2 separate regions of the Sus scrofa genome follow, and region 2 is linked to region 1. A link is a contact called in public HiChIP or PLAC-seq data. All regions are on one chromosome and are shown on one strand. Each heading gives the region's core, a stretch centred on a gene start, on an enhancer-like site or on the middle of the called end of the contact. The rest is flanking DNA. Distances are from core to core; before and after follow the strand shown.

Region 1 (2,739 bases), core at 4-2,503:
GATGTGAAAATATTTCTGTTAACGTGTAGGCCCAGGTTGGCGTCAGATGGGTTACAAAAACATGAATCCAGAAGATCAGAAGAATTAAAAACGCCCCCAAGAATAACACGAAGGTATTTGAAGTTGCTTCAGAGGCAAGGGCGGGTATGCATGTGTATGTAAAACTCCTTTCCTTGAGGGCTATTTGGCAGTTTGTTACAACATCATGCTAAAGAAAGCAAGGTCTTTAAGTTTACCCCCCAGCGGACTATTAGTTTCTCCTTCTTGCCCTGCGGGAAGCGCATTCCCGAAAAGAAGACACACTAGTTGGAGAAGAGCTGGGTGCTAGAGAAGGGCTGACGGCTGGAGCCGGGGAGCCTGGGACAGAGAGGTGGGTGGGGCCAGGCTTGGGTGCGGCCTCGGGTACCAAGCTGTGGAGTTTGGGCCCTGCCTGGCTCCAAGGATGGAGATCTAGGGGAAGTACTTGCACGGGGGAGCAACGTGATCAGGGTATTTAGGCGGGTCACTCTACCTAAAGCATTGGCGTAAAGGGGAAGGAGGGGGACCAGAGTGACGAAGGACGAGCTGTAGTGATCCAAGTAGGATCCTGCCTCCAAAGATGTGCCTGACCTAGGGCGGGTCGTCAGAGAGCCTGACCAGCTGCCGTCCCTGGCGGCGGGATCAGGAAGGGCACCGGGAGTGAGGGACGATGGTGATAAATCCCTGGAGGACGATTTAGAGGGCACAGAACAGGCTCGGCCCAGGTCCTCTGCTTCTCACCTCTCTTCCCCTCCCGCCCCTCCCCAGCATCCTTGCAACCAGTTGAATCAGTTGAAACATTCACATTTCAGGAGCTCAAAGGAACGGAATTGATTTCTGTATGTGAAGTGTCTGACCCAAGGGGTAAGCCCAGAGGGGAACGTCCAGAGGGTCTTCTCCCGAACTGGGCAGAAATGGAACGAGTCCCGCGTGAGGGGCGGAGTAGGGGGGCGCTCAGCGGCCGAGCTCCGAGCTCTAGACTTTCGTGCGGCCCCGCGGCCTGCGCGGTCGTTGCCCCTCGGGGCGCTGGCGGGTGATTGGCAGTTGCCGCAGCTCTAGGGGGACTGGGGGACCTCCGGGACCCGCGGCCCCTTCCCGTCGCGGTCCTCTGGGCGGTGAGGTTCCCGCGGCCCGATGAGCCGGTCGGGCGGGAGCAGCCGCGACGGCGGCCACCTCGGGCGGGAGTCCGGCGGCTCGCGGTGGGTCGGAGCGGCGGGGAGGGTCCCTGCGGCCTGTAGGGGGCAGCGCCGAGCCCGGGAGGAGACGGCCGCGGCGGGGTGGGCGAGTCTCCGCCGCCCTGCCCGCGGTGCGCTTCCCTGGAGCCGCCGGCCCAGGTGGGGTCCTGGGGAGACGTGGTGGGCCCGGCGCGCGACGGCCTTCGGGAAGTTGGGGTCCGGGGAGACCCCACCGTCGCCGCCGCGCGCCCGGGGCCGAGAGAGTCTGGGGAGGCTCCTCCGCGTGGCCGAGGCGCTTCTGGGAGCCTGCCGCTTCCCCGAACCCGAGGGGGCCGCCCCGGTGCCCGCGCGGTGGGTGCCCCGAGCCCCGGGGTGGGCGCCCGGTTCTCCGGGGTGGGGCCTCGCGCCCCGGCCGCGCGGGGTTTGTGGCGCCCGCGGCGGCGCGTGTGCCGGGCGTGTTTCCGTCCCGGGTGCCGGGCGCCGGGCCCCGCCGCCGTGCTGACTGTGTCTCTCTTCTCCCCCTGCAGGAATCTTCCGATAATCCTGCCGCCGCGACTCTAACCGTGCGCGAGGCGAGCTCGAAACCAACAGCACATCTAAATTTAAAAAAAAAAAAAAAAAGCGGAAGAAGCGGCCGAGGCGGCGGCGGGAGGAGGAGAGGAGGAGGGGCCGCGCGGCCCGAGGCGGCGGGGACGCGGGGACGCGGGGACGCGGCTTTGTGCTGGCGGGTCGCGGGGCGCCCATGGCGGAGTGCGGCCGGGGGGGCGCCGCCGGCGGGGCCCTGCCCACCTCCCCGAGCCCGGCCCTCGGGGCCAAGGGCGCCCTGAAAGCCGGGGCCGGGGAAGGTGGCGGCGGTGGCGGCGGGCTCCACGGCCACGGGCGGGCGCGCTATGACAGCGCCGGGGTTTCCAACGGAGACTGCAGCCTCGGCGTGTCCGGGGACGAAGCCCGAGCCAGCCCAGCCAGGGGCCCCCGAGGCGCCGCGCTCGCTCCAACCCCCGGCCCGGCCGCCTGCCCCCTCCCCCGGGAGAGCAAGCCGGGCGGCCTGCCCCGGAGGAGCAGCATCATCAAGGTAGGTGGGAGAGGGGCACCCTCCGCCCGCCCCGCGCCGTCCACGGGGGCTCTTCCTGAGGGGAGTGCTGGTGTCAGGAGAGGGTTGTACCAGGAGCCCCTGCTGACGGGAGCTAGGGATGCACTGGTGCTTGGGGTGGTTGAGCAGGGATTGGGTGCATATGGCATTTGGGAAGAATGGAGAGGTGGTCCCGAATGTGCAGGGGAGCTGTGCTCAGACATCTCCCGTGCAACTTAGGGCTGTCACCTCTCCCAGGATTGGCCTGAAATGATGGCCTGTACCTGCTGGGCAGGGCACGTTCTCCTGGGGTAACCTAGGCTGGTAACAGACTCCTTGTAAGGTTTCTATTGTATGTTAAAGACAGTGATTACGTGAAAACATTTTCTTAAAAATCCCAGGCAGCAAACAGATTATTTAATAGTTTTCTCCCCCCACTCTGCCTATGGCCGCTTCTTGGTAGCAGTTAGACTCAGA
Region 2 (2,700 bases), core at 169-2,668, 160 kb after region 1:
CCTACTTGATAGGGAAGTTTAAAAACAGAAAATGAAGTGGTATACAGAAATATAGTTATGTAAAATACATTAATATAGAAATAGTTCTTCTCATAATGATATCTATGAACAGAGAAGTTTTCCTTATACCAACATGGGGAGTTACTTTCAAAACAGGGCTTTTCTTTCTGGTTTCTTTCCAGCTTCATAAAATATGAACTTTAATTTTTACTTTGCCTTTTGTTGAAACTTCCTAGTTTTCATCTACGTGAGTCCTGTATCTACTCCTTATCTTAGGAATTCCATCTATCTACTTCTTGTCCTAGGAGTTCCCATCGTGGCACAGTGGAAATGAATCTGACTAGGAACCATGAGGTTTCGGGTTTGATCCCTGGCCTCGCTCAGTGGGTTAAGGATCTGGCGTTGCCGTGAGCTGTCCTGTAGGTTGCAAACATGGCTTGGATCTGGCATAGGCCAGCAGCTAGAGCTCCGATTAGACCCCTAGCCTGGGAACCCCCATGTGCCGTGGGTACGGCCCTAAAAAGACAGGGAAAAAACCCCAAAACCTTGTTTTAGAGTTGATCAAATTCATGAAATGGGTTTCTGGGCTATGTTAAATCTGTGGATTTTCTGAATGCATTAGTTCCAGAAATTTAGGAGGTACTGGTAACTGGACACTAATGTAAAATCCATTAGCAACAGCTATATTAAAGCAGCGTTTACTTCATACATAGTATGAGGGCCCATCCACGTGGTCAGTTTGCTGGGCCGGCAGTGGGATGTCTAATTTTGGTGCTGAGACTTATACCTGTGCATTTAATGGGACTTGATGAAATGAATGCACTTGCATTAATGCAGATAGCGCTTACAAAATTGGTTCTTGCATTGTACTGACATATTAATGTAATGCAGACAAAGGAAATAAGGTAACTTAAAGCAGTTTTTCCCTTTGACTCATCTCTCGATGTGTCACTCCCCACATATCTGCTTCTGTCTAGTCCAAGATACTTGTTCTAGTGTTTTCACATTAAATATAAATGATTGCTGTTTTTAAATAATGAATTGTTAAGTGGGGCCAAGTAAATGGTGTATTATTGTCATTTAAAAAATGTTGTCCCAAAGTGCTGTATAGTAGAGACACTTCTGGGCCCAGGCCAGTAGCTGAGATGTTGCTCCCGGTGTGTAGCACCCGTCAGGAGCTAGGAAACTCCCTTCTGCTTCCATCCAGCCTCTGGTTGGAATGTGCTTTCCTCTCCTCCACGGGTGTAGCTGCCGGCTAGTGGTCAAGACCTATTCCATTAACAGCAGAGGCCTTGAGTCACATGGATGCCAGTCCCACTGTTGATTACTTACAGACTTTTGCCTGTCAAACCACCTGGTCCTGGGAACATGGCTTCCCTCCTGTGTCCACAGTGTTCACATCTGTGAAACCAGCACCCCAACCCCCCACCCGGCATGGGCTTGGTGAGCATCAGAGGTCACGGAGAACACCCAGCACATACCTGATGCCGAGGAGGCGTTGAATGACTTTCATTTTGACTCAGTCAGCCAATACTTGTGCTATTTATACTCCTATCTTGTTATAAAGCAAAGTCCCAGCCCGAGACTGGTGCCCCATCCATCTAACAGCACCCCCGTAGGGTCCCTCCCTCCCCCGTGTCCACGATGCATGAAGCCACAGTTGTCACTGAATGAGAGCCAGGCATCAGCCCTCAGAGCAGCCGGTGGGGGCTCGGAGCCTGGGCTGGCACTGCCCTCTCTGCTGCTGGACCTTGAACCCAGTGCTCTTAATAGGAACCTTCAGCCTGGAGAGCTCCCTGAACAACACCTAGTTGGGCCCTTTACTCAAGGAGAACTCGGGCAAAGACTGCAGGAGGTGAGAATCAGTGGACCCAAGCTGTGGACAAGAACTATAAGTGATTTACCACAGACGAACTTAATTCTAAGTATGTGACTTAACAACTATAACAAGTTGACAACTGGCAGTTCCTTCTCCCATAGGGAGGGGTGTGTTCATTCAGTGACAGGTGTGCAGTGTGAATCATCTCTGCTGAGGTCTGGGGTGTGGTGGGGGGATTCTTCCTGCCAGACCCCAGTGCCGTTGATTGTTTCCTGTGTGCCCACCTTCTGCTGGGCTGCCTCCCTCTGGAATCTCCTCTGACACCCTCTGCGGGTGCCTGCTGCTGTTTACTTCCAAACCCGGGGCACTGGCTCCTCCCTGTGTTTGCATCCCTTACTTGCATCATTTGTATACCGCACCTAAGTCAGGGGGCGCCTTGATCCTCATGACAGAAGGATTTGGTGTTGAACTCTCCCACTGCCCTGTGCTGGCTCAGGAGCATGTGGGTGGCAGTGACGATGCCACATCTTACGTGATTCCTGTTTGCTCATGGTCCCAGGGCGTTCTGTTCTTGGTGAATTCTCAGCACCAAGCTCAGGGTCCCACACGCAGAGCCTCCGTACCTGATTGTCCCCAGAGTAAAGGGCTGGTCCTCCAGGTGTCACAGAGCCTAGGGGCAGAGGAGCGTCCCTCTCCAGACCCCCGAGGTGGACCTGCATTTCTTTAGCCTTGCATGTCTTTCATGGTTAAAAGGTACAGCCCTGCTTAACCTTCAGTGACTAAACTGCAAGATGTTTCTAAGAACGATAGTGCGGTTTGTCTCTCTGGGCTTTATCACACCAGGGTTTTCAAGCAGAACTAGTATCAGTAATGGGCGTGTG

What was found. HiChIP or PLAC-seq counts read pairs in DNA pulled down with a chosen protein or histone mark.
Region 2: a contact with region 1 is called in an H3K27ac HiChIP or PLAC-seq map of skeletal muscle. The contact joins the enhancer-like site here to the promoter of PLCL2 in region 1. A contact is called at or near these places in 2 of 5 promoter capture datasets (fetal liver and liver), 14 of 47 Hi-C or Micro-C datasets (alveolar macrophages, brain, embryonic fibroblasts and 9 more) and 2 of 2 datasets of contacts at active chromatin or transcription factors (alveolar macrophages and skeletal muscle).

Annotation. Positions count from the first base shown.
Region 1 is chr13:3,990,977-3,993,715 of Sscrofa11.1, forward strand. It overlaps PLCL2 (inactive phospholipase C-like protein 2), which reads left to right and starts at 1,254. Exons shown (of 7, transcript XM_021069677.1): 1 at 1,254-1,352; 2 at 1,721-2,265. The coding sequence starts at 1,936.
Region 2 is chr13:4,145,898-4,148,597 of Sscrofa11.1, forward strand. All of the region lies in intron 4 of PLCL2 (inactive phospholipase C-like protein 2), which reads left to right. Among named protein-coding and RNA genes, the nearest start is that of PLCL2, 160 kb to the left of the region's middle. Within about 2 kb of position 1,419, at least 7 of the 83 cell types and tissues checked have an H3K27ac peak or open chromatin away from gene starts, as enhancers often do. A contact at or near this core is called in skeletal muscle, where this site is marked.